Regions from separate parts of the Triticum aestivum genome. Here region 1 is linked to region 2. Evidence: chromatin contacts called from public Hi-C data. All regions are on one chromosome and are shown on one strand. The core of a region is the stretch at or near the end of the contact, and the rest is flanking DNA. Distances in the headings are between cores, read along the strand shown.

Region 1 (6,380 bases), core at 2,985-5,484, 220 kb after region 2:
ATGCGGATAGTAAGCTTGTGTACCAACAACACAGATGGCAAGCTTGTGATAAGCAAAACTGCAGAAACATATGCCATTTTGGCCTCCTGCAGCAGCACTCACATAATAAAAATACTGTAAACTGCACATGCTAAGCAAAGAGAACTAATAACTTGAACATCATATCATTTAAGACAATTCAACATTACTTCAGGTTCGCAAACACAAATACCACACTAGTAAGAGTTCACCAACATATAACATAACCTCACAAGTTCATAAACCTAATTAAACGGCTACAATTAACATGAACAAGCACTAATGCCTTCCGCGCGTGTTCCTGGTGGCACGCCTGCAGGCAAGCTTCTTCTTCTTCTTAGGAGCACGAGGATCCTCTTTGTGCACTTCCTCCTCCGCCTCCGCCTCCGCCTCCGCCTCCGCCTCATCATCCAAGCTAGCCATCCGCGAGGTCCCTACGACCACCTTTGGGTTGCCTCTGTTGTCATAGTCGTTGGGCGTGTACCGGCGTCTGGGCTGCCTAGGCTTGAACACATATGCGGACCGAGCTTGAGCGTCCGCCAAAGTCATGTCATCATCAAGCTCATCGCCCTATCACACAACGAAACAATATGGTGAAGGCCGATGTCGTAATCAAGTGAGAATCACATCTAAAGGATTAGTCATACCTCTTGGGTGATCCCACCCTCATCATCCATATAAGCATATGAGGAACTCACATCGTCCCCCTCATGGTGAGGTGCGGGGTCTGATGGTGTACCAGACCTAGAGGCAGATGGTTCATCATATTCAGGATCACGGCAACCGAGAAGGTTCGATAACCGCCTTAACTTCTTGGCCTGACGCTGTAACATGAACAAGTGTGTAAGATATCAAACTTCGCAACATAGACTGGCTCTCATAGTGAATGCGATATGTACCTTGAGGAATGCTCGTAGTGAACCATCATCATTGCCAGTTCCAACCGGTGTCTTCTCCAGAATAGACTGGCTCTCATCAGCTGCTTTCTTGATCTCGGTGCGCTGCGGATGAGAAAAAATGAATGCGTTAGCCATTCAAACATGTGTAATACGGTCAACAGGAAAGTAAAGAGGGGAACACTTTACCACATAGTTAATCACCGGAACAGCAGGGACTCCTTGCCCTAGCCTGACATCTCTGTTGTACTTCCCCTTTGCTAGATCCTCAAAGTTTACGGGTTCTTCAAGAATATCCTCATTATATGCCGGCGGGCATATCTCAACTCGAGTAGTTCCAATAAACCATCGTACGTAGTTATCAAAAGCAAGTGAGTTGTGCTCACGAAGCGGGGCGCGTGCAGTGCTACGAGCTTGCTCCACACAAAGCTGGAAGCGGGTAACATACGCAGAATGATGCTTGGCCCAGTCCTTTATCTTCCGTTGCCTTCTCCTGTCCAACCTGCGTGGTATAAAACCAAACATTAGCACAATCAAAAGGAGTCCCGATGATTAGACAATACGCACACATGCTCTCTTACCTATGAAGTGCTTTATCCGTGTCCACCCAATCCGGCGGGTGAGGCTGGAAAAGACCAAACTGACGATACACGCGATGCGGCAAATGAAACTCAACCGCCCAGTTGCATATCAGTGGGCACCGCATAAGCCAGAGATCCTTATCCCGCAAGCACATCGGGTTGAGGCGGAACTCCGCGGTGTACCCCAAGCTCTCACCCGCGCCATATGGCTGCCATTCCACCTATGAAACAGGGCAACAATGCAAATTTGATAACTATTTTTCAAGCAAGCATGAGAAAGGACTAAAGTAATGACCTCCTTACCTGCTCAGGCGTAATCGTGTCCAACTCGGCAATGTACTTTTGGTACATGAGATTGACATCGTTCGTCATCTCGGAAACGATATCCCACTTGTAAGCCCACGTGGGGCGCCGTAATTCGTCATGTTCATCTGCATACCAAGGATCAAACCTGACGCTCTTCGGGCGTCCAACAGGCAGACGCTCCCAGCTCCATACAGAAAGTAGAAGCAGATTACCACCAATGCCTGCACTAGGTGTGATCCTGCAACACGCATCATCCAGCTACATATGAAAGAAAAACAATGTTAACTTGACAGCAAGCTTGCATTGCTAATGAATAAATGAGTTGATCACAAAACAGACCAACTACCTGTCGGTACAAGTAGGCAAGAGTCGCTGAACCCCAGCTCCATTTGCTATCGAAGACGGTCAACGCCTTCAGCCACATCCATGGAGCGTTCTTGCCAGTGGAGTCAGGAAACAAAGTCCTCGACACAATGTACCACATATACACACGAGCATGTGTCTGGATCACATCATCAGTTGCATCCGGAGGGCACGTCGCAAAGTTATTTTGAATCCACGTGAAAGCAGCTCCGGCTGCCTTCCTTTCCCTCTTCTTCTTCTCTTCTCCCTCCTCTACATCATCCTCAGCCTCGGTAGGAGCCATACCGATAAGAGCAATCATCTGCTCGCGCCACCCATCAGAATCGGTGCTCATACATAGAGGCCTCCCGTCGATAGCAAGACCGGTGATCAACGAGACATCCTCGAGCGTCACGGTCATCTCCCCGGTCCGAAGATGGAAACTGTGGGTCTCTGGCCTCCACCGATCAACAAGAGCGGACACCAGTGGAGCGTTCAGATTCGGCGTGGACCGGCTGACCAACAGAATCCACGGGAGTAGTCCTGCCTGCTTGATGTACGGTGTGTACCGCTCATCGTAAGGCATGGCAGGACCAGAGACCCCGTGATACCGAATCTTCAGAGGTTCAAGCTTCTGCAAAAAACAAGTAATGACAAATCTTAGGGCATGTAAATTTCAACTAAAGGCAAATTTGCAAAATATTTAGATTACTCATTATTACCTTATCCTTCTCGCGCATCATGTAGGCCCGGTGTTGCACGTCGTAGACATCGTCCAGAAGCCAAACCATCCTTACAATTTCAAACAATAAACATATAAAAGTTCATCTTCATCTCAAATATCGGTATACACTAAACATATAACATGTGTTCAACTACAAGAATCTCAACATCTCCTTCTCACACAATGAATATGTCATATGTGTTCAAATAAACTAAACATCTAATATTTCAAATAAACTCAACATCTAATATTTGAAATAAACTGAACATCTAATATATATCTAAACAAACTTCTCATATATGTCTACAAAAATCAACATCTCATAGTTATCTATAAAAATAGGCATCTCATATATATCTAAAAAAACTAAACAATCTAGGGTTTCAACAACAAGAATCATATATTGTGAACTAATAAATAACACTACGGTACTACCAATATGAATACACATCCTAAATCGAGCAAACCAAACAAATCAAGGGTTCCATCAAATCTTGAACAAATCTCTAGAATGACAACAAATTTACGGAGCAAAAGAAAGAGAAGGGAAGAGTTTACCTAGTAGGATTGATTGGGGATCGAATCCACGGATCAAATTTTCAGATCTGAGAGGGATGTGGGGGGATTAGATGGGGGCGCCGCCGCCGCCGCTGCTCTCTGTCCAGAGAGCGGAGAGATGAAGAACTGCCTGGTCGGGCTGGGGCAGCCGCGCTTAAGTCACTGTGCAACGCCCAAGGGCTAGGCGCTGCACGTCAAAGTGGGGCGCCTAGCTCTTAGGCGCTGCACAGGTGCGTGTGGGGCCGCAACTGGACCAGGGCTGCCACGCTGGCAGGATGTGCGACGCCTAAGGGAAGGGCGTTGCACAGTAGGGTGCGGCGCCCAGCTGTCGGGCGCCACACTAAAGGGTTAGCAGAGTGAAATTTTTTACTGAACAGGTCAGTTTGTGATTTGATTTCTGCCTGAGGTCAAATCTGTGATTTCTGCCCCTCCACCCGCGCTTCAATTCCTTGTCGCCACGCCCCGTAGAGCAACAGCACAGGAATTGAATGCAGCCGCTGAGGCGCAGGTGATGTAATTTCTCCTTCCCTTTCCTCGCCGGCTCTTGTCAGGCGCCGGGCGCGGGCCCGCCTGCCAGCCCCTGCCGACCTCCCCGCTCCCGCTCTGCATACGGCTGCAATTGGCTTGGACCCTTTTCAGCTTTCGGAAAGCGGACGCCGACGGCCGGCCATGTGCCTGCTCGTAGCGCTCGCTCGCACGTCCTGCGTTGGAGTGGAAACGGGATTTGGGCAACGGGATTCGGGAAGAGCGGACCAGGGGAGGTTGGTTGGTTGGCTCGACCGACCGGTCGATGGATCGACCAGGCTTCACGGGCACGGATGGACTGCAACTGGGCTGGACGGACCCTCTTCTTCTCTGGTCGGTGATGGAGCCTTGGCGCCGACGCGCCTGCATTCAGTTGGATCCGTCCGTCGCGAAAGGCGACCGACGAGCGGGTCAAAAGGTCGTCCCTGGGCACGTTGCGTCGTCCGGTCCATGTTCTTGGGAGGGTGGTTGGGCTGGGCTGACGACGTGCAGGGTGCACAAGTGTACTACACTTTGTGTGCGTTGTGGTACTCCGCAGGAACATGGAGCGGCTACAAGTACAGCGTGACGGTGTGACGCTCACTGCACTGCGGCACTCTTGGTCGTTTCAGCCTTGACCCACGCGGGCGGCGGCCACCCCCCTACGGCCCTACCGTGCTGACCGGACCGGGTCAGGGTCTCAATGTTTGACGGGCACGGGCGGACACTGGGTCGCTGCCCGGTGCCCCTACAACAGTACAGCTGTGTTGTTTTTCATTCCGTATAATGAACCGCTGTTTTTTGAGTGTGTGGTCGCTAGGTTGGCTTGGAAAGAAGTGGAGTTGGTTTTTTATAAGAGTTTTAACTCCTTTTTAGAACTACTTCCTCTGTTCGGAATTACTTGTCGCAGAAATAGATGTATCTAGACATAGGGAGTAGTTAGTGGTTGGCTCTATAACAAGAGATTCTTACATTTGAATGTAGTCTCTTCTGCTGTCCTTTGGGGATTGTGGAATGGCAGGAACGATATTGTTTTTAGTAGTAGTAGAACTAAATGGATCTCTATCAAGTTATTTAGGGGACTGGACAAAACCTCACAAGGAACTGCTGGAAGGACGAACGGCTCAATTCAAAGACCACCTGCTGAAAAAGCTGAAGTTACCCCTGGAGCTCGAACCAGACTGAAGTGCACTGAGTCACCCGAGGATGGCAGATGAGATCCATGTGGTTTTTGTTCCAATGTCCTGAGCTTTGTAGTTTTTCCTGTTAAGAGGAGTAAATTTCGTTTCGAGCAGGGAGATGTAACTAGGTTTTGTTGTAATTGGTCCTAAGAGTCTGGTAGATTTTTGCTTCTCGTTTTGGTGAACTCTTGGGACACCATAGACCTGGCGTGTAGACCAGGAGTCTTCGTCGTTTGTGTGGTTTTGGTTTCGTTTCTATGAAATGGAGCTAGGGGCTCCCCTTTAATCGAACCCCCCCCCCCCCCCCGCGTTGATTTTGGTTCTTTTGGGCCTAACTCTTCCCTGGGATCATTATATAGTTTCACGGGCTCGACATAGTCAGTGCAGTCGTCAAGCAGCGCCAGGAATGGGCCTAACTCTTTCCTGGTTTTTAGGTGCTTCTTCAAGTTTTGTTAGAGTTTGTGTCCTGCTTAGGAAGATGAGACGTCGGCGGTTTCTTAAAGATGAAATAAGGTTCTCCCCGCCTAGCCCCTGTCCCGGTGGTGCGTCTAGCATCGTTGGAGGGTGTGTCGAGGTGTGTTCGCGGTGGATCTCGCGGGATTCAGTTGGTGGTTGTCTTTGGTGGATCCAATCAGAATCTGTCTTTGTTCGTCTTTGTTCACGTGTCTTCGGCTTGAAACCTTCCCATCTAAGCTTCTTCTCATCGGCGGCGGTTGTTGTTCTGGTGCGTTGCTCCTATGTGGTCTTAGCACGACGACTTCCCGACTGTCTTACAACAAGTTGTGCCCGGCTCCGGCGCGAGAGGGGTGATAATGGCGACGCACCTTCGGCTCGCTTCAGTGCTTGTAGTTGTCGCTAGGTGGTCTACAAATCTGGATGTAATTTTATTATTTCTTGTGTTCGTTGTACTGGCATGATTGGAGATGAATAGATCAAAAGTTTCCTGCAAAAAAAGTGTAGAATGTGTATGTAAAAAGTAGACATCAAAACATATATATGAAAAAATATTTATCATGCATTTAAAAAATCTTACACATGCATAAAACATCTTCCCACTGTATAAAAACGGTACAATGTTAGAAAATCAAAAAATATATCTGAAAAAATGTTAACCATGTATGTAGAAAATGTTAAACAGGTATTAAAAAATGATCCTGATGTATAAAAAAATGTTGATAGCATAAAAAAACTTTGTGACATTTAAAAAATATTCATGTGTTTGAAAAATTATATGTTACATTATAAAAATGCAATCATGTATTTGTAGAAA
Region 2 (6,378 bases), core at 2,882-5,381:
TCTACGTTATTCTTCATCTGCTGCGGTTGCTGTTCTGGTGCGCTGGTCCTACGGGGCCTTAGCACGACGACTTCCCGACTGTCTACTACAACAAGTTGTGCCCGACTCCGGCGATGGAGGGGCGATGACGCCGGCGCGCCTTCGGCTCGCTTCAGTGCTGGTAGTCGTCGCTAGGTGGTCTATGATCTGGATATAATTTTTATTATTTCTGGTATTCGTTGTACTGCCATGATTGAAGATGAATAGATCGAAAATTTTCTCGCAAAAAAAAAAATCATACAAAAATAACAACGCCATCCTTTTTTCTTCTGGGAAATGCCAACTTTTTTTTCGAAGGGCTGGGAAATGCCAACTTTATTGTTTATGTCGCCCAAGTACAAAGTCTGAAAGTTTAGCAAATAAACAACCAAGAAATGGGAAATCCACCGGGAGAACCTTGCTCCACATCTTGAGTGCTAAACTTAATTTCATCCGCCACAGAGGGCCAAAATGAAAAGTACGCCACCCTCCCTAATATAAAGGGGTCCCTCGCCTCTCTACTCTCCTCCCCCACTCCCTTCAGTCATTCCTACCTGAAAAGAAAGAGAAGCATTAGCAGTTTGCAGAAGAAACTACTCCATCGATCTCCATGGAAATCTACGGTGACCTCGAGGCCGGCTGCCTCAGCCACTCCGTCTCTCCCATCAAACCGACGTCCCCGCCGAGGAAGGCCGTGCCCGGCCGCCTCTTCTGCGACCCCTGCGACGACGCCGGCGAGCTCCTCGGCCACCACCACTACCTGGACATCTGCTTCAACTGCCGGAAGCTTCTCGCAGGAAACAAAGACATCTTCATGTACAGGTGAATACACGCTACTTGTCATACCGGCCATGATCTCTCCTTTTTGTCACCTCTGCTGAAGAATTGTCTCTGATGGTGGCTTGATTATTTTGTGTTGCAGAGGTGACACGCCCTTCTGTAGCGAGGAGTGCAGGCAGGAGCAGATCGAGATCGACGAGGCGAGAGAGAAGCGCTCGAATCAGACCGGGAGGGCGGAGGAGCAGCGGCAGAGACAGCAGCAGAAGCAGAGCACCCCGAGGATCCCGGTCTGGGCGTGGTAGCAGCTTTCCGGCAACAAAGCCGAAACGTAGGATTTTCAGCAGCAGTTCATGATGAACAAAAGCTCGATGATGAGTTGGGCAGGCTAGATCCAGTTGAGGGAAGCTTGGATCGCCGGTTCGACGGGACGACCACCACCCTCCAGGCTGCAAACCTGCTGCATCTTATGCTGTCTCTGAACCGCATGGATGGGTTCTCATCCTTTTGATCTCCGAAGATGGAGACTAAGAGTTAAATTTTGTGTGTGAATTATCGCTGGTTTTTTGTTCTTGTGTCGCGTAAGGTTGTACTATAGCCTGTCGATATGAAAGAAAAGAGAGAGGCATAACAAAAAAGGGGATCCGGCTTGGCTGCTCCCTTCCTATGCTCCCATCCGTGCTCCCACTTCATCCTACAGCTGTCTTTTTCCTTTTCTTTTTCTAATCTAATTATCTCCCTCTCTTGATTTTAAGGGGGTGGGGTCGGGCTTTATTTTGTTCCAATCAAAACAAGCCACGTACGCGGGAGCACGGATGAGCACACGGCGGGGGAGCTGTCAAGTCTCGTCCAACAAAAGGGCTCTCTCGGTTTTCTCGTTAGTTCAGCTGTGTTCTTTCCTACTGTTCCATGCTTTCATGCTTCCACAGATGGTTCCACCCATAACAGTGGACGCAATATTAAGATTTAAAACTGAATTTATTCGTTTTGGCCCACGAACACAATCGCCGTTCTTTACTGTACCATAGGAATTTAAAGCCGTTCCTGTTTAAAAAAAATGAAAAATACTGGAGGCCGTTGCCTGTTACTGTGTGCATACAGCAAAGGCAGAGGACCAGACAACGGCCCTGTTGGTTCTTGGTGGAGCAGAGCGCAGGTAAAGTCAGGAAAGTCCAGAGAGATAACAAATGATGCCTTCCATTTCTTACTGAAGAAATGATAGCCGTGAACGAATTGTTATTATTTAGACGTTTGCTTCAACAAGAAAAGCAAAGTAGTGTGCTCAACATGACTACTCCTAATAAGGTTCCACACATACATGAGTGAAGTAATAAAGATCTTCTCTTTCGGCCAGACAGCCGGTGGTTTCATTCGCGAGGCCTGTTTCTTGGAAACTTACACGAGGCAACGGCTAGCAACAAGGACCAGCGCATTTTACTTCACCATTTTTCTGTCCACGAAAGCTGCCTTGCTAGTGGATCTCCGGTGTACACCTTACGTGCAAGGTCCACCTGTCAGCTGCCGGAGTATATTAAGAAAACAAAAGGCTCGTACGTCTATCGTCTAACATGTACAAATACGGTTATACGGCAATACCGCCCATGCTTCTAGGACCTGCCTGATCTCATACCCTGCGCACATCGCCGTGAACATACGCTAAACTACTACTCCCTCCGTCCGGAAATACTTGTCATCAAAATGAATAAAAGGGATGTATCTAGATGTATTTTAGTTTGAGATACATCTCTTTTTGTCCATTTTGATGACAAGTATTCTCGGACAGAGGGAGTACAAAGCACGCTGGCCCTAGTACGAAGTACCCGACGTTTTTTGATAAAAAACGCAGTTTTGCTAGAACTCATCTAGATGAGATATAATTTGGTCTCATTCACCTTTTATAGCCATTGGATGTGATGCTATAAGATGCGTGTGTGCTGACGTGGGTTGTATTTATTCTTGTTTTTAAAGTGAATGAGACCAAATTATATCTCATTTAGATGAGTTTTAGGTACTCAAAAAAACGTAGCAACAACAAATCTATCTCATGAAGCCCGTAGATTTCACCTTACCTGCACTGGAGTGCATGTGCAGCGGAGAATCGTTTAGGCAAATCTAGGCCTTAAACAAGCTTATTCAAGGCTTCATTAGGGGGAAAGCTCTCGGATTCCCTCGCCACGTTACGGCCACCTACGAACGGAGGCCATGACGCACGAGGCGTCGGGTCGTTTTGCCTTCGGCCGGGAGGAACCGGCTCGCCAAAGGCATCTCGGGTGCCGGTGGTTCGGGGGGCACCGGCCGGAGCCCCGCACGTGGCCGGATCGCACCCATGCGCACGCCGTGGTGCTCTGCGATCGAAGCTCCGTCTAGTCGCCGCCATGTGACGCTAGAAAAGTTCCATGACCGTTCTAGCAGCTGTTGGTTACGGTGGACGAGATTCTATCACGGCGTGTTGCTGTGGCACCGGTTAATGTCTCGGCGTTGGTCGCCGTGAACCAGATGCTACGGCGTGTCACTGTGCCAGAGGTTAATGTCTCGGCGTTGGACTGGCCTGGAGTGTTGTTTTCTTCAAGGAGGAGGATGAGGACGACGACGGCGAAGACGAGAGATTTGAACGGTAAACCGGGTGCTTGCTTACAATGGTTTTAATGGCGGGCCGCTTTCGACGACGACGGACGCTCTTGTCGTGCTCTGAGCTAAAAGGACGCCTGCGAAGGCGACAAGAGCTGGTGCTCTCTTTTTTCTCCCACGGGGGCGGGAGGGATGTGCTCATTCCGCGCTGTTAAGACAATGACCCCCGATGACATATGTACACGGGTTGCATAATTTAGGTGCAACTTCGCAGGAAAACAAAACAAATAATATGGGAGGTGCTGTCATTTCCTTGCTATCATATTGCATCTGAATTGGTCCAAGCAAGACCGTATTCAGTCCAGTGCAGTGCGTCAATGGGTGCAGACTATTTCAGCACATGTCCGCTGGATACAGTGGTAAACACATGGATGATGGATCATGTTTATCGAACCCAAGTTATGAAGCATCTTGTACAATCTAAACAGCAAATGGCTGTTAAGAGTAAGAATACTGTACCAATGGAGAAGTATTATCCGATTCATTTCTCTGCGATTTACCATGTGCAAAGGTCGATGCAGAGAGTGGTTCTTGGTGCAGAATCGATCGTTCAGGACCGTTTCCATCAGACCAAAAACAAAAAAATGTAAAGCTCCGGTTCCTTGCCTTTGGCTTCTATTCATGGCACTGCTCTCCTCCGGTGTGAATTAGCAGCCTCTCAACGTTCGTCGGAGGCTAAAAATGGAGCTGGGCCGTGCCCTATTTGTGCACACCCCCCGGAAGACGGCAAGCCAGCCGAGCCTCCTTGACATTTAGTGCCATGTCAAGGCGGCATTGCTCCCAATTCTAAGGCTGTTCGCCGCCGCAGGCAGCATGATGAAGGGGGCCGGCGCCATGAGCACGATGAAGCCGCCGTCATCGCCCTTGTACTACGTCCACGAGGCGGACGGCCACGGCCACCACTACCTCGAGGAGTGCTCCCTCTGCGGCAAGTCCCTCTCCGGCGACATCTTCATGTACAGGTCCGTCAATCGGCCAGGCGTTCAGTCCCAGCTGCAATGCGATTATGCGACCATCTTGTCTGGGACTCTGGATACGTGACTACGTACGTGTGTTGTGCAGGGGTGACACGCCGTTCTGCAGCGAGGAGTGCAGGCATCAGCAGATCGAGGTGGACAGGGCGAGGCACCGGCGGAAGAAGCACGCGGCGGCGCACGCGGTGTCGGCGGCGCGGAAGGAGCAGCACCGGCACCACCACCACCACCACCACCACCATCATCATCACCGTCAGCACCAGCACCAGCACCAGCCGCATCAGCCGCCGCCGGAGCCGCGGACGGCCATGGTGGGCTCCGCCCCGTGGGCCGACGCCGGGTTCGCCGCGAGGAGCCCCGCGTTGCGCGTGTGACGCTCCCATCAAACCGCACCCGATCTTCGGCGACCTCAGTCTGGCACACGTACGTACAGTACAGGACGACGGACATATACGTACACGTACTCATACGTCTACGACTACACGCGCCAGCATACGGGTTTAGGGACCGGTTGCATATACTAGTGGTGTACGTACGTACACGCCTGATCGAGGGTCCCGTTGTTCCACGGGCGGCTGGACATGGAGGTTTTTTCACAAATAGTGTGTCCCGATCGAGGTTAGAACTTTAGAGCCACGAGAGTGCGAGCCATTGTTGCATGCAATGCAATGCATGGGCTCCCTCTCCATCTTTCTCGCCCCAGATTAACTTGGCTGTTTGTTCTGCTTTTGTGGAATGGGATTGATTTTCCGTACCAAACGCTCTAGATGTAAATCTTGTTGTTACTTTGATCAATATATGTGTTTTCTTGTACACGTTCCTGAACCCTGAATGGAAGTGCAACGAGACAGAGAAAGTGTGGCTGCATGATACTACTAGCATGTAGGAAAAACCGAACATAATAGTCAGGTTCAGAGTTCAGAGTGGTGATGCATCGAAGGTTCAGAGCTTCTTGCTCACTGTTTCTGTAGCAGCGCCGATTCCGGAGTGGATTTGACAGTGTCATCGCATCGCCAAGGATGGCGACGTGAGACATATTTTAGTGCGCATACTTGCGGACCAAGGCGATCTCGATTCACTATGAAAGATTAGTTCTGTAATCAAGTATCCCAATACTCCGAGACGAATCAAAATTGGACGGCCAATGGAGTCACTCAGCGGCATAAACTATGCCGGTCTAGCTTCTTTTAAAAGTCACCCGAGATGCGTAGGATCGGATGCCCCCACTAATATTGTAACGAATGCAATCGATCCCATAGATCGTGTGCAAGATTTCTTGCCTGGTTTCCCGGCATCTTCTTCGCGACGCCCGACAAGCACAACGGGAAGTGCATATTCCCGCGAGCAATTCATTCACCTTTTCTCAGCCAGCATCTATATGAACTACTCTACTGCCGTAGGAAACGTTGGAGTCCCACCACAATTTCTAAAGCAAATCCTACGATGAAACTAGCTACCGAACTAGACGAGATCACCGAGGCATAAAGAAATGCGATGGTGCGGTTTACCATGGCATCACCGAGTCCGTCCACCTGTGCGGGTGAAGTGTGTCCCCCCAGCGTGAGCCGCGGGCTGGCTGGAATCCGGGGAACCAACTAATTGGAGTCAACTTTTCGTTATTCTACTCTTCCCGGACCTCAGCTGCTATGGATGCCACACTAGGTCTAGGTCAGGTCCGTGCCGTGCTACCTATGATCGCAATTTCTTAACGCTAGCTCTGCTCGGTGGTACCACCGGGGAGATTAACTAGTGGTGCTGCGTACAAAGGTGACCAGGATGCACGGCAGGATACCACCAAAACCTACCCCCGTTAACTAATGCTCCGCCCATCGCCAATAATTTGTCCACTTTTGTTGGGAGAGGCGATCTTGCATTTCTAAACGGTACGGTGTTCACATCATCATGGTGGTTTTGATTTTTTCCTGGGGTGAGGACGCATCATGGCATGGCAGTATAGTTTATTCACTACGTACTGCGATTG

What was found. A called contact is a pair of places that touch in the nucleus more often than the background predicts.
Region 1: a Hi-C map of leaf shows a contact between it and region 2, with 5 times the contacts expected there. The contact joins the enhancer-like site here to the promoter of LOC123042067 in region 2. A contact is called at or near these places in 3 of 5 Hi-C or Micro-C datasets (all in leaf).

Annotation. Positions count from the first base shown.
Region 1 is chr2B:681,919,312-681,925,691 of IWGSC CS RefSeq v2.1, forward strand. No RefSeq gene overlaps it. Among protein-coding and RNA genes, the nearest start is that of LOC123046682, 7.8 kb to the left of the region's middle. Within about 2 kb of position 4,235, at least 4 of the 8 cell types and tissues checked have an H3K27ac peak or open chromatin away from gene starts, as enhancers often do. A contact at or near this core is called in leaf, where this site is marked.
Region 2 is chr2B:681,697,683-681,704,060 of IWGSC CS RefSeq v2.1, forward strand. It overlaps LOC123042067 (histidine-rich glycoprotein), which reads left to right and starts at 4,132. Exons shown (of 2, transcript XM_044464592.1): 1 at 4,132-4,385; 2 at 4,486-5,210. The coding sequence starts at 4,237. The coding sequence ends at 4,771. It overlaps LOC123046680 (FCS-Like Zinc finger 1), which reads left to right and starts at 548. Exons shown (of 2, transcript XM_044470094.1): 1 at 548-840; 2 at 941-1,468. The coding sequence starts at 629. The coding sequence ends at 1,100.